6 separate regions of the Mus musculus genome follow, and all the other regions are linked to region 5. Evidence: chromatin contacts called from public HiChIP or PLAC-seq and Micro-C data. All regions are on one chromosome and are shown on one strand. The core of a region is the stretch at or near the end of the contact, and the rest is flanking DNA. Distances in the headings are between cores, read along the strand shown. Region 1 overlaps Eml4 (echinoderm microtubule associated protein like 4). Region 2 overlaps Thada (thyroid adenoma associated). Region 3 overlaps Gm34801 (a long non-coding RNA gene). Region 4 overlaps Thada (thyroid adenoma associated). Region 5 overlaps Gm35125 (a long non-coding RNA gene). Region 6 overlaps Thada (thyroid adenoma associated).

The links. Hi-C and Micro-C count contacts between places; a contact is called where the count stands out from the background. HiChIP or PLAC-seq counts read pairs in DNA pulled down with a chosen protein or histone mark.
Region 1: a contact with region 5 is called in an H3K27ac HiChIP or PLAC-seq map of embryonic stem cells, with 3 times the contacts expected there. The contact joins two enhancer-like sites. A contact is called at or near these places in 1 of 39 promoter capture datasets (neural stem cells), 10 of 484 Hi-C or Micro-C datasets (the C2C12 cell line, adipose-derived mesenchymal stem cells, cerebral cortex and 3 more), 7 of 115 datasets of contacts at active chromatin or transcription factors (embryonic forebrain, embryonic midbrain, embryonic stem cells and 1 more) and 1 of 9 other capture datasets (embryonic stem cells).
Region 2: a contact with region 5 is called in a Micro-C map of embryonic stem cells, with 2.3 times the contacts expected there. The contact joins two enhancer-like sites. A contact is called at or near these places in 1 of 15 datasets of contacts at CTCF or cohesin (large pre-B cells), 2 of 484 Hi-C or Micro-C datasets (bone marrow-derived macrophages and embryonic stem cells), 9 of 115 datasets of contacts at active chromatin or transcription factors (the SCID.adh cell line, T-cell acute lymphoblastic leukemia, bone marrow-derived macrophages and 5 more) and 2 of 9 other capture datasets (adipose tissue and liver).
Region 3: a contact with region 5 is called in an H3K4me3 HiChIP or PLAC-seq map of embryonic stem cells, with 14 read pairs. The contact joins two enhancer-like sites. A contact is called at or near these places in 1 of 15 datasets of contacts at CTCF or cohesin (embryonic stem cells), 3 of 484 Hi-C or Micro-C datasets (embryonic stem cells and uterus), 14 of 115 datasets of contacts at active chromatin or transcription factors (T-cell acute lymphoblastic leukemia, bone marrow-derived macrophages, embryonic hindbrain and 6 more) and 1 of 9 other capture datasets (embryonic stem cells).
Region 4: a contact with region 5 is called in an HNF4G HiChIP or PLAC-seq map of pancreatic cancer cells. The contact joins two enhancer-like sites. A contact is called at or near these places in 2 of 15 datasets of contacts at CTCF or cohesin (the NIH/3T3 cell line and large pre-B cells), 2 of 484 Hi-C or Micro-C datasets (cerebellum and cerebral cortex), 15 of 115 datasets of contacts at active chromatin or transcription factors (CD8 T cells, the NIH/3T3 cell line, the SCID.adh cell line and 11 more) and 2 of 9 other capture datasets (adipose tissue and embryonic stem cells).
Region 6: a contact with region 5 is called in an H3K27ac HiChIP or PLAC-seq map of trophoblast stem cells, with 5 times the contacts expected there. The contact joins two enhancer-like sites. A contact is called at or near these places in 2 of 15 datasets of contacts at CTCF or cohesin (the NIH/3T3 cell line and large pre-B cells), 6 of 484 Hi-C or Micro-C datasets (the 4T1 cell line, bone marrow-derived macrophages, double positive thymocytes and 3 more) and 18 of 115 datasets of contacts at active chromatin or transcription factors (SST interneurons, bone marrow-derived macrophages, craniofacial prominence and 12 more).

Annotation. Positions count from the first base shown.
Region 1 is chr17:83,465,509-83,469,152 of GRCm38.p6, forward strand. The region is part of intron 19 of Eml4 (echinoderm microtubule associated protein like 4); the gene reads left to right. It overlaps Gm46594 (a long non-coding RNA gene), which reads right to left. Exons shown (of 3, transcript XR_003952356.1): 1 at 1-3,644. Among named protein-coding and RNA genes, the nearest start is that of Gm46594, 5.7 kb to the right of the region's middle. Within about 2 kb of position 1,608, at least 5 of the 459 cell types and tissues checked have an H3K27ac peak or open chromatin away from gene starts, as enhancers often do. A contact at or near this core is called in embryonic stem cells, where this site is marked.
Region 2 is chr17:84,312,397-84,316,070 of GRCm38.p6, forward strand. All of the region lies in intron 28 of Thada (thyroid adenoma associated), which reads right to left. Among named protein-coding and RNA genes, the nearest start is that of Gm24492, 26 kb to the left of the region's middle. Within about 2 kb of position 1,330, at least 40 of the 459 cell types and tissues checked have an H3K27ac peak or open chromatin away from gene starts, as enhancers often do. A contact at or near this core is called in embryonic stem cells, where this site is marked.
Region 3 is chr17:83,562,108-83,565,785 of GRCm38.p6, forward strand. Gm34801 (a long non-coding RNA gene) reads right to left here. Exons shown (of 8, transcript XR_877032.2): 3 at 2,644-2,738; 4 at 1,650-2,443. Among named protein-coding and RNA genes, the nearest start is that of Gm34801, 4.0 kb to the right of the region's middle. Within about 2 kb of position 1,919, at least 22 of the 459 cell types and tissues checked have an H3K27ac peak or open chromatin away from gene starts, as enhancers often do. A contact at or near this core is called in embryonic stem cells, where this site is marked.
Region 4 is chr17:84,332,351-84,335,949 of GRCm38.p6, forward strand. It overlaps Thada (thyroid adenoma associated), which reads right to left. Exons shown (of 38, transcript NM_183021.3): 28 at 1,676-1,807. Among named protein-coding and RNA genes, the nearest start is that of Gm24492, 46 kb to the left of the region's middle. Within about 2 kb of position 2,196, at least 92 of the 459 cell types and tissues checked have an H3K27ac peak or open chromatin away from gene starts, as enhancers often do. A contact at or near this core is called in the NIH/3T3 cell line and pancreatic cancer cells, where this site is marked.
Region 5 is chr17:83,863,059-83,866,978 of GRCm38.p6, forward strand. It overlaps Gm35125 (a long non-coding RNA gene), which reads right to left. Exons shown (of 3, transcript XR_877036.3): 3 at 1,480-2,796. Among named protein-coding and RNA genes, the nearest start is that of n-TIaat17, 3.1 kb to the left of the region's middle. Within about 2 kb of position 2,538, at least 14 of the 459 cell types and tissues checked have an H3K27ac peak or open chromatin away from gene starts, as enhancers often do. A contact at or near this core is called in the NIH/3T3 cell line, embryonic stem cells, pancreatic cancer cells and 1 more, where this site is marked.
Region 6 is chr17:84,213,295-84,217,208 of GRCm38.p6, forward strand. The region is part of intron 36 of Thada (thyroid adenoma associated); the gene reads right to left. It overlaps Gm36279 (a long non-coding RNA gene), which reads left to right. Exons shown (of 4, transcript XR_385852.4): 4 at 2,703-3,914. Among named protein-coding and RNA genes, the nearest start is that of Gm36279, 23 kb to the left of the region's middle. Within about 2 kb of position 2,642, at least 56 of the 459 cell types and tissues checked have an H3K27ac peak or open chromatin away from gene starts, as enhancers often do. A contact at or near this core is called in the NIH/3T3 cell line and trophoblast stem cells, where this site is marked.

The DNA.
Region 1 (3,644 bases), core at 358-2,857, 400 kb before region 5:
TAGAAACACTGATTCGTCCGTTTCTTACACTCAGAGCACAGAGATAAGGTTATACAGTGTGTTTAGTACACTTGTGTTTTGACCCACCTATCACACAAGCTTATAAAGTTCTAGATTGTTAAGCATTTCGGACATTCGCATTCGGAGTTTTCAGTTTGCTTATCCTGGCAGCGCAGACCTGTGCTCTTAGCAGTCTGGAGGCAGCGGCAAGAACATTGGTCACAAGATCAAGGCCAAGCAGGTCTACATAATGAGACTATCTCAGAAAAGAAAATAAGAATGTTGGACTTGTATGAGCAAAGACTTAGTGTTTGAGAAGAGAGATTTGTTTATTACTGCTCCATATGTTTTATACCATACCCTAAAACCAGTCCACTTATAAACTGGTCTACAAGCAATCTGAGATACTTGCAGAACTTAATTTAAAAATATTTTCTTTCTTTTGAAAACAAGTTACAAATCATTGTTTGCATCTTTTAATTAATTTATCAACTTAATGTCTGTAGTATATTAAAAAAGATTTAAAAAAAAAAAAGATATTCCAACTCAGCTGGAAAGTGCTCGTCCTGCGAACTTGAGGGCCTTGGGTAGAGCCCAGAACCTTGGTTTAAGCATAAGAAGCTAGGCGTGGTGGTGCTGGATTGTAATTCCTGCCCTGTGCGTGCAGAAACTGGCAGGTCACTGGGATTCACTGCCCACCAGCCTAGCCTATTTGGTGAGTTCCAGACTGGTGAAGAAATGTGAGGTTGTCATCTGGCCTCCGTGTGTATATGTGCATTCACATGGAACATATGCACACACACATACAAAGAAAAAAGGAAAAACTATTTCACTATGAGGATTTTTTAACTTAACCATGGTAGGCTGTAAGTTGTTTGACTATCACGTGCAGGATTTGTGTGTGAGTGCATGTGCACAGTGCACATTGGAGGCGAGAGGACAGCTCTGCATGGCTTCCAGTGCTGGGACACAAGTTCATGGCACGCAGGTCTATAACCACTGAGCCATCTCACTGCCTAACTTTAAATCATGCTTCAGTTTGTAACCTCTTGACAGAAATAAACAGGCCCCAAAGCTTATTTAATAAATAGGGCATAGGAAATATGATTTAACCTTACAGAACCTATATTTTGTTTGTTTGGATGGTTTGTTTTGAGACAGGAACTTCTTATGTGGCCCAGGCCGGCCTCAGCCTCCTGCATCCTAGGACTGTGGAGGTGCACCACCTCACAGAGATGGAGTGGGAATCTGGCTTTAGAGTTGGCTGCAGTGTGGGCTACTTGCTTATTAACTCAGTCCTCCTTTTGCAGTTGTCTTGATATCATGGCAGATCTAGAACTTAAAGTTTTCCTCATTTGCCATCAAGGACAGACTGTGCAGTGCTTATGATCCTCAGAGTGTGTTTTATTATTACCATGTGTTGTATTACCATGTGACTTACCCAGCAGAGAAAAAAAATAGTGGCGTCTAACAGCTGACAAGCAGAAGGACCTTGGAAATGTTGGGAAATGACAGTCCATTAATCACATGAGACAGTCTCAGGACCTGTGTGCGTACACAGAGCCGTTAGGGCTGTGACGGTGGGCACGGCTCTTGCAGGCAGCCTGTGTTTCTGTCCCTGCTCTGTCTACCCCACCGCCTGCTCAGATGCTACTGTTGCTCTGTCTGCTATTAGAGGACAAACTGGACCAGGCTGGATCAGCCACCTACTAACTTGTGACTTCAAGCAAATTGATAGCTTCTCTGAATCTTATTTTCATAAAATTGAATTTTAATAGTTCCTTTCTTAAAATGGTACAGCTAGAGCTCAGGATTCAAATGCAGATGCTGGCCCCTCCTTCCAGTCGTTTTCCTGATTGTATGCAAAGGGATTAGTAAAGAAGCCACGCCATAGTCCGGCTAAGGGAAAGGTTTTTATTGTTGGGGGAGCATGCTGAATATGGCCAGAGCTAGGGAAGCAAGAGAGACAGCATAGCGAGCGAGGGAATTGCGGGGAGACCAGCCAGAGGGGTGTGAAGAGAGTGGGGATCTAAGGGTGCTCGCTTTAATGTCTAACATGGGGATGGAGGGAGCATGGAGGTCAGGCGTGGGCTTTGTTATTTAGGTAAGGGAAATGACCCCTCCTGGCAATAGGAACCAGGTTCACCAGCTCCTAAGGAGTGCTGGCTTACACAGCTGTCAGCAAGCCTTCTGTAGCCCACCGTGGGCTCTGGGTATATGCACTGGTTGTTGTACTGCCCGAGACCTAACACTGATACTGGCCAACGTTTACATGAACAGTGGAGCAAAAAAAAGAAAGAGACAGACTAGAGTGTTAGGAAATAACCCGTGTAATAGAGTATAACCATTCTGAGCAGCTGCAGTCTTCCTCCCTGTGGTGTTATTGTGTGTGGACATGTTATTTCATAGATGATGGGGCAACGCAAGGATGCAAATCTGAGCGCTCTAGTACAGGGCAGCAGGCAGGTTTAAGTGTCCCTACACATTGTCCTTCCAGAAACAAAATATGAGTGATGGTTCCACTGGGCAGCACTCAACAAGATACCTACCTTTTCTCTTTCCAAAAACATTATTTTACAATTATTTTTTAATTGTTTATTTTGTGGACCATTAAATGTTTTTATTGTTTTTTGTGTCCTGATTCATCTAAACTTCCTAGAAATCTCAAAGAAAATAAACCACAAAAGCACCTCAGATTTGAATAGAGTTATGTGCTTTGCAGTTACTATAGTAGATTATACAAAGTACTCCTAGCTTTAAAATTACAGTACTGTCAGGCGGTGAGGGTGTATGACTTTAGTTCAAGCACTTGGGAGGCAGAGATAGGCAGAGCTCTATGGGTTTGAGGCTACCCTGGTCGACAGAATGAGTTCCAGGATAGCCAGGGCTACACAGAGAAACCCTGTCTTGAAAAATCAAACAAATAAAATTAGTGATATAGACTGCTGTAACCAATAAGTCCTGCTCAAATCACCCCAGCAGAAGCCGTGTAAGACACTAAGAGACACACACACACAGCCTTCTATATTAATATGCCTTAAAGAGCTCAATGGCTGGGCCATTCCCAAACTTCCACGTGGCTTGCACCTCCCCTCCAATACTCCTGGGCTGTTACTTAATAAAATCTATATTCCATTTTTGCTGTCCTAGACTAATGGGGGCAGGGGCTGGGGCTGCTCTTCCAGGCTCTTCCATGATTGCTGTGCTCTCCCTCCTGCACCCTCAGGCCTGGTCTCTCTCCTTTCCCGACACTGCGGTTCTCAGTCCTCTCTCTGTCTCTGCCCTCAAATCCTAAAGTCCCATCTCTGTCTCCCTGCCCAGCCATTGGCCGCTGGCCATTTTATTTACCAATTAAAAACAACTAGGTCAGGGACCCTCAACGTTTTACATGCAGATTTTTGTGGACTTTTGGGAACATAGGTAATAATACAAGCATTAGATCAAATCTACTGTCCCCCTTTTCATCCATTAAAAGGCCTTTCTCTCGGATATACATTGAACATAGTAACAGGTATACTATAAGGTATAATATATACTAATAATGTCCAGGCAATCAATTTTGCCAGTTTTAGGTACACTATTCTAACATCTATCCTAACTTAAAAGAGTTTACAATTTTATATCTGAATTGTTTTGATTTTCAC
Region 2 (3,674 bases), core at 80-2,579, 450 kb after region 5:
ACTCACAAAATAAATAGATGCAATTTAAAAAAAAATTTTAAAGCAATGCATTTGCTAAAGATGGAAATTTATAAAGTAAAATTTAATTAATAGCATTCATCATGAAGCAAGTCAAAAGTAATTTTACAATCTTCTAGTATAAATTACATAAGCAGGAAGTTAGATTACAGTTAAAAACAGATATATGTACATGTGTATACACACATATAAACACTAAGCAAAAATACACTTGCAGGTTTGTTTTGACAGTTGTTGGGGACAAGGACAGGAATATGTTAGAAAATTTAGGCTAGATGGTGGTGGTGCACGCCTTTAATCCCAGCATTTGGGAGGCAGAGGCAGGCAGATCTCTGTGAGTTCGAGGCCAGCCTGGCCTACAGCGTGAGTTCCAGGACAGCTAAAGCTACACAAAGAAACCCTGTCTTGAAAAACAAACAAACAAACAAACAAACAAACAAACAAACAATAGAATCCAAGGACTATTAAAATAGAAAACCACAGAAGTGGTTTCTCATCCCACTTTGAACACTAATAAACTTTGTGATTCAGCTATGTCCCAAGACTTCCCCTCACTAAACTTGCTCATAAATACCAGCAACTGTGGTCTGCTTTCCATACAGCTCAGCTATCTGCTCTTGGAAAATGGTGCCCACTAATGACTGAGACAACCCTACCTTCCAGGGTCCCTCTGAAGCCTAGGGGAGGAGCAATAGTTTCCAAGTTACACTATTAAACAACTCTTCATTGCTGCTTCATTTGGAATGCCTTTGGAATGTGCGTTGACCCTGGGGCCATTGGATAACTTATTTCTCTCCATCTGAATTCTAACAGGGCGTGTGCTCTTTTGTCAACCTTGCTGCACTACCTCTGGTCAGAGCCATTGCTTTCATCCCTACGAAGTTATTACAAGCGCACAGCCCTGTCTGTGTAAGCTCGCAGGATGCATCTCATTTACCCTTTCTTCCCACGGCAACCCCTGGCCACTACCTTGTCTACAATACTGAATGACACTGAGAACAGAGACTTGAGAGCATGTTCTGGAATCTAGCATGCCTTGGTGTAGATTCAAGTACTCTCACTAGTGAGGGTCTTAGGGAAAGTCAACAGATTTTCTAAGATTTGCTTACCTTTTAAGGCTACTGTGAGCTCAAATAAGGTAACGAACGGAAAACACAGTGCCCACCAGATGAGCGGCAACCGGTTATTATAATCTGACAGGTAGGGTCATCTGAGAACTTAAAGCTTCTGTGAGCAAGTATATTCTCTGTTTGTCTCCAGTGTTCTCTGTGTCAAAACAGGAAACAGAGCCTTGCCTGTACCAAACATCCTGCACGTGCTCACAGAGCCCCACCCTCACTCTCCATCCTGTACCAAACATCCTGCACGTGCTCACAGAGCCCCACCCTCACTCTCCATCCAAATAAGCTGCACAGCAGAGAAGATGCTTCAGTCTCTCTGGGCCAACTGACTGCTCTCACACCTTTATTCTCCAGGCCTAGGGCTCAAATTTATCATGCACGGTTCACTCCACTGCTATTACAGCAAAGATGTTTTCCATTGAATGCTGTCCCAAATCTTGCCTTTAGAAAAATGTGTGCATGTATAGAAGAAATAATTAAAAGAAAGTTTGCATCCAATAAATTAAAAAAAATCTATATACATTTGTGAATGTCATCTTCACATTCTCAAAGCATTCAGTGATGGTCCAGGCTAACAGGTTCTCTTTAGACCCCTAAACCTGCTTCTAATTCATCAAATGATCTCCTGCCAACTGCACTGGCCTTTTCCTGCCCACTTGCATTGGTAGCTAGGACTTAACAACTGCACTTACATCCTCTACTCAGTTCGTCACGGGTTTCTCCATTCAAATATACCAAATATAAATGAATCAGGACTTTTGGAGTTTTGGAGCTAAACTGAAAAAAAAAAATCCTTCCTTCGGATTAATGAGTGAGGAATAAGAACTGTAGATACTTGCTAAGCTAAAAACTGCACATTGTCAGGTCTGATGAGCAAAACAAAACAAAAATATCATGTATCTGCAGGTAAATCGGTGATTGTATGTAAGTTAACTGTGACTGACATAACAAAACCACATGAAGAAATGCTGACACTATTAAGCCACAACAGAACATGAGAGAAGGACGATGTGATCCCTTGGGGCTGGGCCTTAGGAGATGCATGATTCTGCAGTCACCCGCACTCTGCTGCGTGGTTGCTAGGCCTTACCCAGATGCTAATTTTTAAACTAAAATGGCAGCTGCACACCCCTTCAGCAGCACCCAGCCACCGCATGTGGCAGACACATGCATGCAGAGGTAGCCGCGGCTGATGGCTGCTTGCATGCACACCATTCCTTTCAGTGCTGGGCAATGGCATGTACAGTGCTGGGCAATGGCATGTACAGTGCTGGGCAATGGCATGTACAGTGCTGGGCAATGGCATGTACAGTGCTGGGCAATGGCATGTACAGTGCTGGGCAATGGCATGTACAGTGCTGGGCAATGGCATGTACAGTGCTGGGCAATGGCATGTACAGTGCTGGGCAATGGCATGTACAGTGCTGGGCAATGGCATGTACAGTGCTGGGCAATGGCATGTACAGTGCTGGGCAATGGCATGTACAGTGCTGGGCAATGGCATGTACAAGTCCCCCAGAGAAGGATGGAAAGGGAATGTGCAGTATTTATGTCCACAGTGCACGTTCATTACTCAGAATTACTTCTTCAATAATGAAGAGATGCATGGCTTTTAAATGCTAATGCCTGATTCCCTGCCCTTACAGAGACAGAGACAAAATATAATTTTCATAGTTCACCTGATATTTCATCTCAATCATTCACCACTTGTTTGTTTTTTTTCCCATAATGAATAACATTTGAAACTAAAGTTCTGAGATTCCAGTAGTGTTTTAGACAGCTGGGAAGAAGATTTTCTCTGTAGTTGTGACACACAGTTTCCCTTAGTAAGAACTCTTTCCCAGGTCAAGAAGAACGCTTTGGAAGGATGTCCACACAAAGATATTGGACCCCCTTAGACCTAGAGATTTAGGAAAAATATTTTCAGTCTTACCCAAAAGAAAAATGAAGTGCTCTAAATATCTAAAGATGTAACACAGACTATCACCCTGCCATTCAGTGGGCTCCAGCTTGCTGGCATCTCCCCTACAACAACTGGAAAAGCATTGCCAGATCTACCTTGGGGGCTCACAGGCTGGAATGAGCGTTGTAGAAGAGCCGAGGGTGCAGATTCTGCAGCCTGAGACGACGACGATAAGCTGCACAGCCCTCTCGGAGGCAAAGCTCTTCCTAACTGCCCTGCTCTATCTACAGGGACTAAAAAAGGCGCCTGCAGATTCTACTGTGGTTCTGCACATAGCACCAGCTCTCAGGGTGTCTCCCTTTCTCGAAGGTAGTGGACAGGCGTGGAAGCCAGCTAAACAGGCTGGCCTTCTGCTGGTGTTATACTGCCAGGAGTTCTAATTCTCAAAGTGACTTAGAACACTTGTACCTCGCATCATCAACCTGGGAGAATGGTCTGTGCTCACAATGAATGACTTTCTAGGTCTTAGAGGACTATGGCTCAAGGAACAGCCAGAGGCTGGGCCGGGATGGAGATAATGGCTAGACTGTAAAAAAAGATGAGAAAGAAAAGAAAAGAAAAGAAAAGAAAAG
Region 3 (3,678 bases), core at 669-3,168, 300 kb before region 5:
GAATCTTTTCCCATATAGGTCTGGGTCCCCTGTCATGTTCTTTGATAGTATTTTAAAGTTCTTTTCATAAGACTCACACATTTCACTTTAGGCTATGTCTTAGTCACTGTTTTATCACTGTGAAGAGACACCAGGACCATGGCAGTTCTAATAAAAGAGCATATTTAACTGGGGGCTTACTTAGAGTTTCAGAGGTTTAGTCCATTATCATCATGGTGGCAGGCAGGCAGATGTGGTGCTGGAAGAGTAGATAAGAGCTAGGTCCTTGTCTGAAGGCAGAGAGAGGGAAAGCCTAGGACCGGCACAGGCTTTTAAACTCCAAAGTCCACTGTGAGTGACACACTTCCTCCAACAAGGAAGGCCATACCCACTCCGGAAAGACCACTTTTCATAATCCTTCTAATCCTTTCAAATTGGGCCACTCCCTGGTGTCTAAGCATTCAAACATAGGAGCCTACGGGGGTTGTTCTTATTCACTCTACCACAGGCTGGTTCTCAGCCATTTGTACCCAAACTCACTCACTGGTGCTCGGCCTTCATCTCCCCCTGCTACACTGGTCTCCTTTGAATCACAAGGGCTGAAAAGCCAACTCTAAATTTCCAAGAGTATATGACAACTTGTGTTCTATGTATGACTTATCTGGGACTAAGAAGTCTTATACAGTAGTATACAGGAGTGGGAAGGTGGCCAGAGACCATCATCCTCCTGGGTGGTACCCAGGAGGCAGGGCTGGGCTGACATCAAATTGTTTCAGCCTCAGCAGCAACAGCTTTCTGGCACCTGAATTATAGCAGTGACGATCTGAACTGAAGCACTCAATCTCACAATGCTTGCAGCTTAGAGCTTTCAGTTTTTATCTAATAAAGGTTCATACAATATATATTATCTGCCAGAAACTGTTAGATGCAATTTTTTTTTTTTAAAAATTATGTTTAGGAACCCTCAGTGTTTCTTGACTTGGCAATAATTTTGAAAGCAGCCCCTGTATTCCTTTGTGATGTAAGCACTTGGTTGGAGTGGCTTTGGTTCTCTACGAGGAACCCTGTCTGGTTCAAGTTGTTTTGTCTTGAGTGTTGTACTTCTGCCATATCTTCTGTCTGTGAAAACAAAGATATACTAGTTCTCCAGAGGATGTTAAAATCTCCCATGATAATATTTTTGTCAGATTCTAATAGGCTTGCTTTATATATCAGAACGGTTTCTTATTGAATGTAAAAACAACAACAACAAAAAACCAAAACAACAACAACAACAAAAGCCCCCACTATTCTTCCTCATTTCACCCCTATTCCTAATACTGCATTGCCAGAGGACAGATTTGTCCTCGAGAGTTTAGTTTATTGTGGTTAATGAGGTGTCTTATTCTCGGCACAGGACATAATTTCACTCTTATTTTTCTTTCCTTTTTGGTATTTTCAAGACAGGGTCTTACTACGTGGCCCTGGCTGTCCTGGAACTCGCTCTGTAGACCAGGTTGGCCTTGAACTCAAAGATCTGCCTGCCTCTGCCTCCCAAGTGCTGGGATTGAATGCACGTGCCACCACTGCCCAACCCATAATTCCATTATTTACAGCTAAATAAAACTCTGCTGTGTATACACATATGGTCTCTTCTGGTCTGTTGATGAGCATCTACACTGGTTCCGTACCTTGGCTGTTGACCAGTGCTGATCCTACGGATGCTGCGTTTCCGTGGGTGCCCACTAGGGGTCTGGGTTTCTGTATCTGCAACAGGGAATTGGACAGAGACACGTGAACAGAAGAAAATAAGGTTGAAGAATATATTAAGAAAGAAGATAGCTCCCAGGGAGGAAGCACCCCAAACAGAGAAATGTTCGGAAGCTTGGCACTAGCACTCGGCAAAGGACAGGGTTACTTATGTCCCATACGGAAGCCTCTGAGGTCACGTGCCTAGCACTGCCTTTCTCCTGCAGGCCATGTGGCAGGTCACCCGCAGACACTCTGGAGTGCCTCTGCAGCTGTGCCAGTGGCTCCAGCCAGATGCAAGAGAAGGCAGTTCCAGCTTCCCTCTTTACTAGGTTTTTCTCATATGCTAATTTTGTAGCCCTTGGGTCTCATTTTAGGTCTCATTTTCCACCATGTTCCGATCTCTGAGCCTGACACTGGTCCCTGGAACCGTTTTGGAGAGCTGGGGGATGCTGCTCCATTATCCTATAACTGTTTCCTGTAATCAGGGAGCATGGATCTTTCCATGAAGAGTCTACCGACCGCCTGGGAAGGGGAGGAGGGGCTGGATTCCCTGGATAGGAAGTGGCTGCAATCTCTCAACTCGAAGGAGTCGGTCTGACCTGCTGCCATTCTGGAAAGCACAGGAAAGCATCTCTCTGACCATCAGGCAGGCTCCCCCTGGGGCCGTCAGTCCTACAGTACACAGCCAACCTCACTATTTTATCTGTTGAGCTCAGACGTGAGACTCTTCAGGCTGCAAGACAAGCAAACACTCTAATTGTTGTATATTAAGAATGTGCCAAACCGATCCCCAGGATTCTGAGGGCGGGACAGATTAAAAGGAAAAACTGTGTGGCTGTGATTGCCGAGCACTTGTGAAGCCATCTGTGCCAAAGGGAAAGCCATGCAGCAGGTTACAGCAACCCCACGGGCTTAGAGATAGAGAGGACTTACTTCTGCATCTAAGAAGTTCTGGCATCCTTTTGATTGTCTGAAGAGAATTTTGAAGGTGCAGGTGGAATGACCTTGTCTTCCAGATGCTCTTGAGGCTGAGGAAACTCAAAAGGGACAGGTTTTTTTAGAGTATGGCTTCTTGTGTGTGGTGCCTCTGGTGTCAGGCAGCATCAGACCTGGTTCCTTCCGGTATATGTAGCTTTTTTTTTTTTTTTAAACAAAACAAAACAAAACAAAAAAAAAAAAACAATGGGTCTACAGGGTTCAGATTCTAATAGAGTTTCACCATACCTGGCGCCAGGCACACAATTCTCATTCATGGTATGACCTGGAGTTTCTTTCTTTCTTTCTTTCTTTCTTTCTTTCTTTCTTTCTTTCTTTCTTTCTTTCTTTCTTTCTAATCTTACATTTAAACATTCCTGCCCTGGGATGTTTCTTTTTTTTTTTTTTTTAAGATTTATTTATTTATTATATGTAAGTACACTGTAGCTGTCTTCAGACACACCAGAAGAGGGCGTCAGATCTCATTACGGATGGTTGTGAGCCACCATGTGGTTGCTGGGATTTGAACTCAGGACCTTTGGAAGAGCAGTCAGTGCTCTTACCCACTGAGCCATCTCGCCAGCCCTGGGATGTTTCTTATAAACAGTAACTAGCCAGATTTTTAACAACAACAACAACAAGTCCAGTAGGTGTCTCTACTATTTCTTAGTGCTGTGGACCAAGCCCAGGCCCTCCTCATATGCTGGGGAAGCAGTTTGCTATAACCATGAACCTCTGCTTAGGTCCTGATGAGCTATTCTAATGGGGAATACTATGTCCCTCCCCCTTGCTACCAGAATATTCAAGGGGGAGGGGGCTGATACAATGGATCCTAAGAATCACTACTGCTCCAGGCATCTATGCTGGGGGAAAGACAGGGACTAATTAGCCCTGGTTCCAGGGACAGCCAGAGGATGAATGAGCTTCACAAGAACAGATGGGACACAGCCCTGACAGCTTGTCCCCATTACAGTAACGCATGCCCAGCTCCTG
Region 4 (3,599 bases), core at 946-3,445, 470 kb after region 5:
AAAAAGGAGACAGGATTAGCTAATCTTAGTAGGAGCAGTCTCTTTGTAGGGGAGCAATCTTTAGGCCATGAACTTGGGCTCCCAACGCGGGTGGTGCGGAGTAGCTGTGAACATTTCCTGCAGTCACCATCACCATCCCCACATGGTTGAGAGGAAGGTGCTGCCATTCTCTGAATCTTATCCAGGGAAATTTCACCCATGGGGCCAGGCACCAGCTTCACTGACATGGTCATGCCTATGTCAACAACACACACTTACTAAGGACTTCAATGCTCTCTACAACCTGGTTTCAGAGTAGTATTTAAATCTTCTATACTACTGTAATCTTTGACTATCTCTCAGGACCATGCACATACTCAGATTATATATAAGTAGGTCCATTTGGAAGAGTATTTTCAATGTAGCAACTTCCTGTCTCTAGGAACAACCAACAACAGATGGTGTGGTAAAAGCCTCTGCAGAATGAATGGTCTCGACATAGCCGATGGTGCACAGCACATCTTGATTTCTAATGGCGCTGATACTGTTTGTACCTTTTCCCTTTTATCAACTTTCTGAAACACTGCTTAGCTGCATCCTCCCCTCAAATACACACAAATGTTCATGAAAGAGAACACTTTTAAGGCTCTTGAAAGTAAAATTTACCACCAAATTTCTAAAATGAATCACCCAATACTGGAGGAGGCAGACGGTAACTTTGTATCGGAAACCAAGCCAGTCCCAGTGAGTCACCTCTGTGATCACAGATAGCACAACCACAGCCCAGGCTTGGTGGCAAACAAATGGCCACAGCATCACATGTCAGAACCTCGTGTTTCATGGTTTCTCACATGGAAATGCGTAAGTCAACTATGTGAGCCCAGGAAGCAGAACACAAGATGCTGCACAAATAATAAACACACTCAAGCTTTGTGTTCTTGTGCTTCCCCAAGTCCATCTCAAATTTCAATAGATCCATGAAAGGCACATGCTAGTCAAGAACTCCGAAGAGTAAGAGCTGATAATAATATTATAGCTTCTAAAGTGAGTCATAGGAAAACACAAATGCTTTTTGAGGATCACACGTTAAGGTGCACAGTCAAAAACTAAAAAGTGACAGCCATTTCAGAAGAGGTACTGGGGCCTTTGGTGATGTATCCTGTAGTTGGTGTGCACCCACATGCATTATGCTTTTGCATCTCTTTTAGGCACCCCAAGTTTGAAACAGAAGATTAAGTGGGACAATGGGCTAAGTGGCATTGCCACAGGCACACCAGGTCCTGGTTGCTCTGACTTCCACAGAGTAAAGAGCCAGGTGCCTTAATATTCTTTTAAACCACAGGGCAGGGAATACATGCTAGGATCAAGCCCGCCCAGCATACCTGTGTTGGCTGGCCCAATACTGTTCAATACAAACCATAGGCAGTGTTTTCAAAAGGGATACTTCCGATCAACATCACACACCCACTAGCCGGTCTCCAAGGAAAACACTATCAACACAGCCATAGGCGCCCACACCCAGGGGCTAAGCACAGGTAACTGCTCAGAAAGCACTGGAGAACAGTCAGGAGCAATAGCAGAAAGCTTCACTCTCTTGCTTTCACAAAATGGCTCCCTAAGACAATATATTGATTATAATTCTCCAAATAAGAACAAGATAGAACATTCTCTCAAGTTCCCTGCAATATGACACTACCTGATAATGAAAGGAACAAAAGGGGCCAAGCTGAGCGCAGATGATGTGCCGTCCATCGGCGATGGGTACAGTCTCTCCAACACCAGGAGTAAGAGGAACATGCCAGGGTGGCGATCAGGCTCTCCCAGTTCACTGAAGGAAAGTGATTACACATAAAAGATTTCAGACTGAAGAAGGCAGGCACTGCTTTCAAACACATTTTGTCACTTTTTTTTTAAGATTTATTTATTTTATTTATATCAATACACTGTAGCTGTCCCATTACAGATGGTCGTGAGCCACCATGTGGTTGCTGGGAATTGAACTCAGGACCTCTGGAAGAACAGCCAGTGCTCTTAGCTGCTGAGTCATTTCTCCAGCCCCACATTTTGTCACGTTTTCCTGTTTCACTTTAACGTGCACAAGGAGAAGCCTCTGGCAAAGCAAGGGTCCTGCACGCAACCCTCTTCTAAAGCCAGTGACTCTCTGGAGTCACACTTTCTGTACTGTGCTGTCCAGAGCTTTCAGGAAATGGGAAGCTCTCCCTGTCTGATGGCTTTGAGGAAACATGACTAGGCCATTACTCACTAGAACCAGAAAACCCTCCCTGCACTAGCTAGCAATTAGAGAAAAGATATCTTGACAAAAATACATTTCATTGATATAATTACATTTTCCCATTACAGACAGTTTATATGTATTTATACCAGTACAAAGACTGCAGAAAAATTAAAAAGTTGCATGTTCTAAGATATCCATAGTAAAAAGTCTACTGTCAGCTACAGAGTAAGACTGAAACAAAATGACACCATTTCTTGCCGCCCCAGGGGACTCAATGCCCTTTAAAATGACTCTGCTTTATATTTCTAAAATTATTGATCATTTTTGCTCAGGGACCCACATTTGATCACAGGCAACTTAGCTGTTGTTTCACAGCAGCAAGCTGCAACAGGCCAGTAATACAGGATGTTAAGAATCTATTAAGTACATTTAGTAATGTAGACAAAAATTTTAAAAAATAAGAGGAAGAAATAATTCAGGTATGTGTGTCTATGTGTGTAAGTATGTGTGTGTGTGGCTGTGTGTCTGTGTGTGGGGACTAGAGGTCAACCTTGGATGTTAAACCTCAGGAACTGTGTCCCTAGTCCTTTTAAAATGTAAAAAGTTTTTATTATTGGGTGCATGTGCCATGACACACAGAGGACAACTTGTGAGGTGTCACTCTCCGTTTACTTTCATGTGGGTTTGGGGCACACGGACAGGTCATCAGGGCTCAAGCCATCTTGCCAACCCCACTTTGTCTTTTGAGATAGGATTTCTCATGGGGACCTGGGACTTACCCAGGAAGTGAGGTTGGCTAGCTAGTAAGCCCTAGGGCCCTTCTATGTCCGAATCTGCAGGGCTAGAATTACAAGTGCACATGGCATAACAACAAGCTTTTTATATGGATATTAGTGACTGAACACAGGTCTTCAGGTCTTCACTTAATGAAAACAGTAAATTCTTTTTCACCCCATCTTGATCCCACCCTGAGACCTGAGTTCTCTGTGTGACCATGGCTGTTCTGGAACTCTGAATAGACTGGCCTTGAATTCAGAGATCTGCCTGTCTCCTTAGTGCTAGAATTAAAGGCATAAAGATTTTATGTGCATATGTGCATATGTGTGTGTGTGTGTGTGTGTGTGTGTGTGTAGGGGGTGTCTATGTGCATGTGTGTGAATATAACCATGAAGACCAGAAGAGAGTATCAGATTCCCAGGGACTGGAATGACTGACATGGGTTCTGAGAAAGCAGCAAGCACCCCTCGGAGTCACCAAGTACTGTCTGCAGCCTGTCTGATGCCGGCTTCTGGCCACTGTGGGCTCCCATGTGCATGTTCATACTAACATGAAGGCAGACACATACATAAAAATCAAACTTAAAAGAAAGTTGTTTATTAGGATA
Region 5 (3,920 bases), core at 1,288-3,787:
CACAATTAGAAATACATCCTTAAAAGAAAAAAACAATTGAGATGCATGGCACCAGACGCACCGGGAGGCTAGATGGCAACTGAGAAGAGTTAGCGTCCCTCTTTCCACGTTTAAGTGGGTTCTGAGGAGACACTCGGGCGTGGAATTCAAGCCCTTGGGTTTGCATGGAAATGCTTTTACTAGTTAAGCCATCCCACGGGCCACGAAAGCCCCACTGTGTTTCTTTCATGAGTAACTGATATTGTGCTGTACAGATCATCTTTATTCCTGAAAAAGAGTTAAGAGGACAAACAAAAAACCCAGCATTTCCAAAACAAAATTTTCTGAAAAATCCTTTTTCAAACGAGAAGTGAGAAATCATCAGATTTGCCAAGTGTAAGTTTCTGACCCTCAGTCCGTTACTCCCTGCTGTGTCGTGGATTTGAAATACCTCCTCAGAGCCAGGACTGCCAACTGATGGGTTTGGGGGAGTGACTGGATGAGGGGACTCAGATCTCTTAGTCAGTTGCTGGTTCTTACCTGAGCCATGGGGGGGGGGGGGGGGGGGACGGGACGGAGGTGTTGGAAGGTGAGAGGCAGCTGAGGAAGTGTGTTATTGGTGGTGTGTCCTTCTGGACTTTACCCTTTCCCCGTTTCCCAGCCACCATGAGCTGAGCACCGTCCTCTGCCACACACTCCCATCTTGCCATCTACAGAGGGCAGTGCAAACCAGCTAGCCAGTCAACAACCTTCGACTGTGAGCCATTTCCTTCCTTGGGCTGAGTTTTTCTCCGGTATTTGTCACAGTGACAGAAGGGGACTACGAGCAAGCACAAACCCCTGACAGATTCCTTTGTCCACTGTGTAGAAGGACTCCGGTGTAAAAGCTCAACTCTGATTTGCAAGCTCTGCTCCATAAAGACTTTCTTGAATGTTTTATTTATTTTCTATATATGGGTGGTCTATCTGCATGTATGCCTGCATGATAGAAGAGGACATTGGAGCTTATTAAAGATGGTTGTGAGCCATCATGTGGTTGCTGGGAATTGAACTCTAGACCTCTAGAAGAGCAGGCAATGCTCATAACTCCTGCTTTATTTTTTTTCCAGCCCACTTGCTTTATCTTTAAGGCAATCCATTCCATTTTTCTAACAACGTTTAGGACCAAAACATTGTGTGATTTTTTTTTCCCCAGGGGAGATAAAATTTGGTCTGCTACCCCTCTGGGCACTAACAGACCAAACAATCCCATCAAAGTCCAAAGTCCACTGGCAAACCAGTGGGTGTATCTGGGTTCCTTGTGGCACTGTTGTCTTAGTTAGGGTTTTACTGCTGTGAACAGACACCATGACCAAGGCAAGTCTTATAAAAAACAACATTTAATTGGGGCTGGCTTACAGGTTCAGAGGTTCAGTCCATTATCATCAAGGTGGGAGCATGGCAGTATCCAGGCAGGTATGGCACAGGCAAAGCTGAGAGTTCTATGTCTTCATCCAAAGGCTGCTAGTGGAAGACTGACTTTCAGGCAACTAGGGTGAGGCTATTAAGCCCACACCCACAGTGACACACCTATTCCAGCCAAGTCACACCTATTCGTACAAGGCCGCTCCCTGGCCCAAGAATATACAAACCATCACTACTGTGGATGGCTCAGAGGCAAACTAACTGTACAGTAGGGTCGTAGGCCCTTGTCCACTCTGCCACAGGGCAGAACTCAGAGAGTTTGACTGTGCTTACCCCATGCCAGGGCAGGTGCTGGGCTGTAGGGAGGCATCGCTCCAGGGTGGGAAAGCGCAGTCTGAGATGTGAGAAAGCTGGAGCTGGTTCAGGGGTCCCTGGGCCTGAGACAAGGCAGAGGTAGAGGGGTTCTCAGGCTCTTAGACATCCAGGCGCCCTGGGAGTTGCAGAAGAGAGGTGTCCAGCCCGTAGTGGAGGGTGGGTGAGGGAGGGGAGCTCCAACTTGTCCCATGGGGATGATTGTCCTTAGCCTGGCAGCAAGCTTGGTGGCAGTTGTGGCTGGGAGCCCAGAGAGGCCTTCTCCAGGAGACTAGGCTGTGGCTCTGTAGGCGAAGGCCTTCTTCATGGCACCCCACAACAGGCAGATCTTGATGAAAAGAGTCAGTCCATGGTTCTAAACAGTTTATTGTCATGGTGGAAAATGAGTGTGTAAACCGTACCCACTTCTCAGGGTGGGCCCGAGATTAAATGCCTTTTGCCAGAAGGGATGTCTGGGAAGGGAAAGCTCATTGGCTGAGCCCTCTGGGCCTCTAGGTACCTCATTAGAATGGAGAAGTCTGTTTGGGGCCTACATGACCGTAGGACATGTTTCTTTTATGTGAGAAGCATGGCACATGTTTCAAGTCAGGAGTCTAGCAGGGAGCTGGAGTCACCTGAATCTCAGACTCTAGACTTGCTTTATCTTCCCAAACTTTCTGGAGTGGTTTTACGTCCCACACCCACCTCAGCCTGACTGACAATGGGCTATTGCCCTGGGGCTCTCTGGGAAAGGGCAGGAAGTCAGTGAGTCCGGCCCCTCCCCTCAGCAATTGTGACTACGCTTGAGCAGTCGTACTCCTTGGGCTATGGACAGGGCCTTGGGAGGCTTATGCGTCCCAGAGGCTTCCCGAGACAGCTCAGTTTTGTTCATTTCTTGGGTCTTACATCCCTCCCGGAAGGGATGTTTCAATTCTGAGGAATATTTGCTCCACCACAAATATTCTTCTGAGATATGCATCTGCCCCTTCTGCTTACAGTTGGCATGGACAGTGGCTTCTCGAAGTACTTTCTGGTCAGATAGGGAGCAAAACTAGATGTAACCTAGAAATCCAAAGTAAAATATCTTTATCAAAGAAAAGAAGCAAAGGGCAATCAAAGCAAAGAAGAAGAGGAGGGGGGGGGAAGGGAAGTCGAAAGGGGAGGAGGAGGAAGAAGAAGAAGAGGAGGAGGAGAAGGAGGAAGAAGAAGAGGAAGAAGAGGAAGAGGAAGAAGAGGAAGGGGAAGAGGAGGAGGAGGAAGAAGAAACCCTTAACGGATTAGAATATATGTAGTCCGACTAATTTTACAGTGGTGATAGTAGGGATTCTTAGGGTTTTGTGAGCAATGAAATCAAGAGTGTGAAATGGTTCAGTAAGGTAAAGAATGCTTGGTACTCAAGTCTGGCAACCTGAGTCTGACCCTGAATTCAAGGCAGAAGGAGAAAACCCGGGCTCCCAAAAGTCATCTGAGCTCCATAGGAACACCGAGGCACATGCATGCCTCTCTCTCTCTCTCTCTCTCTCTCTCTCTCTCTCTCTCTCTCTCTCTCGCTCTCTCTCTCTCTCTCTCTCTCTCTCTCTCTCACACACACACACACACACACACACACCCCTATACATACATACATACATACATACATACATACATATTGAGTTTTGAGTGTGGTGGTCTGAATATACTTGGCCCATGGGAAGGGGCACTATTAGGAGGTGTGGCCTTGTTGGAGTAGGTGTGAGCTAGTTGGGGGAAGTTTGTCATTTTGAGGTCCTATGCTTAAGCTCCACCCAGGGCAGAAGAGACCCTCCTCCTGACTGCCCGCGAAGACAGTTTCCTGACGGCTGCCTTTGGATCAAGATGTAGAACACTCAGCTTTTTCTCCAGTATCATGTCTGCCTGGATGCTGACTGGAACACCAGGCTTTAGTTGGATAGGTGTTTCTTTGGGCCTTTGGAAAAGCCGCGCGTGGCGGCCACACGGTGGCACTGCGTCCCCGCCCCAGAAGTTTTTCCTTACAGTGGGGCTTAGGCCATTGATTGGGATTCCATCCTCAGCCTGCAGGGCTACCTGGGGCCCCTCTGTATCTTTAACATGGACTCAGACCATTTTTTCCCAGCATTCCCAAACACAGCACCAGGGAAAGCAGAGAGCTGCTCCCACACACTCTGTTAGCCAAGCATAGGCTTGGG
Region 6 (3,914 bases), core at 1,392-3,891, 350 kb after region 5:
TGTGCTATTTAAGGAGCATCTCTTGTATCAAAAGGACAGAATGGTGCATGTGTGCATGTGTTCCCTTTAGAAAGATTAACTCTAGGTAATATGCCCAGCCCAGTTCTTTGCACACCTTTGTAGTTACGTATGGTTATGATATTAAGTGGAAGCTGATGAAGTAAGTGACATGTGTCACAGAACTCTGGTAGAATCCTTAAACAGGGAAAGGTACATGCTCTCTGATATTCCTCCTCCTCATGTGCAATGAGTCTGGCGTGATTAATGCTTCTAACAGCCATATTGGCCCAAGCAGTAACCTGGTAAGGGATCTGACACGCCAGGCTAGTAAGGCAAAGAGAAAATGTTTGCGTTCCTCCTGATAGAGTGGGGGCCAGTCAGCCCTGGCTGCCTCACTGTAAATCATTGTTTGACTTGTCTATTACATGCAGATATCAGGATTACCAAATGCTGTATCAGATTTTGCCTTTTAAAAAACCTAAACTGTATCTGATGGTCCATGCCTGTAATCTAAGATGTTCAAGAAGCAGAGGTAGAGGGACTGCTGGTTTAAAGCTTGTCTGCTTCATAGTGAGTTCAACTGTAATGAGAACTTGTCTCGGAATAAAAAGTAAAAGGAATCCTGGGATGTAGTTCAGCGGTAGAGGTGTCGACTAGGATACAGGGGACCCTAGATTCAATCCTCAATAACAAAAACCAACCCCCTAACCTTAGAGTCCAAGGGATCTGATACCCTTTCTCATCTCCATGTACACTTCACACACACACACACACACACACACACACACACACACACACACACACACTTTGTAGAACATTTATTTTTTTAAGATCACTCCTACCATTGTTTTTGAGACAAGGCTGACCTTAACCTCCCTATGTAGCAGAAGATGCTCCTGACCTGATCCCGTATGACTCTCCACCACACTAAACCCACGGCATCCTTTTAGGGTCTTGGCACATTCCTTCTACCGCATGAGAAGACTCTCTATGCTGTGTCTTCTTCCTTCCAATCAGAGAGGTTGGAAAGCCAGCATGTGGGGCTGGTGAGATGGCTCAATGGGTAAGAGCACCCGACTGCTCTTCCGAAGGTCCGGAGTTCAAATCCCAGCAACCACATGGTGGCTCACAACCATCTGTAACAAGATCTGATGCCCTCTTCTGGAGTGTCTGAAGATAGCTACAGTGTACTTACATATAATAAATAAATCCTTTAAAAAAAAAAAAAAAAAAAAAAAAAAGAAAGAAAGTAAGCCAGCATGTGGGCTCTGGGAATACTGTTCAACTGGTAAAGTGCTACATGCAAGCATGAGAACATAGCCTGGCTCCCTGGGACCCAGGTAAAAATCTGGGTACAGTGCCATTTACCTGAAATCCCAGAGCTGGGAGACACGATAAGAGATTTCTTGAGGTGAGCCAGTATAACTGATTTGGGATCTTTATTTAAATAAGGTGGGGCATGATTGAGGAAGACAGTCAATATCAAACTCTAGTCATCACATGCACAAACCCCTCAAGAGACAGAAAGACTGGCTGGCCATGGTGGTGCACGCCTTTAATCCCAGTACTTGGGAGGCAGAGGTAGTCAGATGTCTGTGAGTTCAAGGCCAGCCTGGTCTCATCACAGGTTCTAAGACAGTTAGAAATACAAAGAAGGACCTGTTTGGAGGCAGGGGGTCAGGGTTGGGGGTCAGGGGGGAGACTGACAGAAACAGAGAAATCATGAAGACCATTCTTTAGCTGAGTCTCTCGGCTTCCTTTCTCTTTTTACCTGCTCCATTTTAGCCTCCTTTCATCTTTCCTGTAGTTGACTTAGCAGGGAACTAAGATGCTCACCAGAACGTTATATCCTAAACTAAGCCTTGAATTTCAAATATCATTCTTGTCTCTTCAAGCCTCCCAACCCACTAAGTCCACCACTGCAAACTACAAATAGTGGGAGTTTAAGTCCCTATTTTCCGTGGTGAGAGGCAGCCCCACCACAGGCAAACCCTGTGACCGACTCCTTTTCTCTCCAGGTGGTTGGCCTTGAATCTAGCAGGCTGTGCGTTGGGCATCCTGCCTACTGGGTACTCATTTAAAAAAAAAAACCAAACAAACCCAAAACAAAAACCTGTGGTTTCTGGGAAATGGATATTGTGAAATGGAGTGAAAAGAACTTGCAGTCTGAAACTAGTGGCCTTTCCCTCCCCTCACACTTGAGTAAGAACTCCCTGACAGAGCGGCTTCTTCAAAGATGAGAAACAAGGGAGATTTATGGACAGGCCTGTTAAAGAAAGCTGGGACTGCTTGTAGCCACGGTGGAAGGTCAGGGGATTCCTAGATCTCTTCTAGGTTGGTAGGTAGGGTAGACAGGAAGGAGATGAGCCACCAGAAAAATATTCCTGCTAGTTTCTCAGTCAAATCCAATTTTTGGCCAGAAGCCTACTTATGTTTGGCTCAGTCTCTTACTTATAACTCCTGAAGGGCGAGGAAGGGCTAGAGGCAGAGCCTAAGGGCGACACTGCACATGACACATCCTGAGCCCTGGGAGTGCAGAGCCAATGATTTCTATGTGCATTTTGTAAGTATAAAGTAGAGTGTGGACTATCAAACAGGCCTCCCCATCATTTCCCTGGCTGGAGAGGTCAGAGGAATTACATCATGGTGGCCTAGTGGCAAAGGCTTATAACACTGAGGACTCTTACTTTCTGGTCTGACAGGACTGAAGTACCAGTGTGACCTGACCTAAGCCTGCAAGGCTCATTATGGCTCACAAGGGAGGCTGCACAGGAAAGCCCACCACCCTGAGGTCCAGATCCACCTGCCTTTCCACAACCAAAGAGAGCTACAGAAACCAGGTCACAGTCTGATGCAAGCCACTCTAGGTGCTAACCTGTCAGCTACCTTGCTGATGCAAGATATTCTCTATCCTGAAAATCTCTATCCTTAAAAAGCTTCTGGTGTGGGTGAGCCGATGAGACTCCTGACCAACAAACACCAGAACTGAAGAAGGTGGGTGTGACCAAAGTCGTCTGAGTTCTGATGTCCAAAAGGCCATGTGGAAAAGGAGGTCCAAGGAGCTGGCTAGGCCTTAGGAACCTAAGACTAATGGGCTGACTTAGCACAGGCCATGACAACACTCCCACAGACATGAAGTAGGTATAGGCAGGGTGACTCTAAAAGGACCTGGGACTCTACCCATTCTTGGGTCTTTCCACAGTGTCACTCTGCCATATCCCTCCTGCATGTCTTTATTCTTTAGCCTCTACTAGGTGCTGTCACCCAGTCACTTCTCTTCCCATCACTTCTAACGATATGGTGATTGTAATTGCAAGGTGTGTGTGCTTGTCTTCTAAGTAAGCCTTTACATTTCAGGCAATGGATGGGGCTAAAATGTCACACGGATCCACATTCACTTGATTTTATTTTATTTTTTTAATTTTGAGACAGGATTTCTGTGTAGCCCTGGCTATCCTAGAACTCGCTCTATAAACCAAGCTGGCCTCAAACTCACAGATATCCACCTGCCTCTGCCTCTCAAGTACTGGGATTAAATGTGTGTGTCACTACCATCTGGCCCATATTCTCATTTATGAGGACAGAGACAATTCATCCATCTTTTCTCGTATACTTGGCTCTGTGAGTTGCGATGATAAAAGCAACATGGATGCAAGCGAGGTAAAATCTGTCTGGGAATGATGAGCAGGGTTCTAAATAACCAAGGCCAGGGGCTCAGTACCATTCAAATGTGAGCCCCCAGCTGCCAGTGTGAATGCAGCTAGCCCTCTGCAGTATTAGAGCATGTCAGAACTAGAGGATGGAAGTGGGAAGTATGCATCTCTCTTCCATGCCCATCCCCTACCATGTAGACGGGGAACGTCTTAGCTGAGCATGTTGCTACTTGGCTCAAATCAACAGTCCTGGGCCTCTTG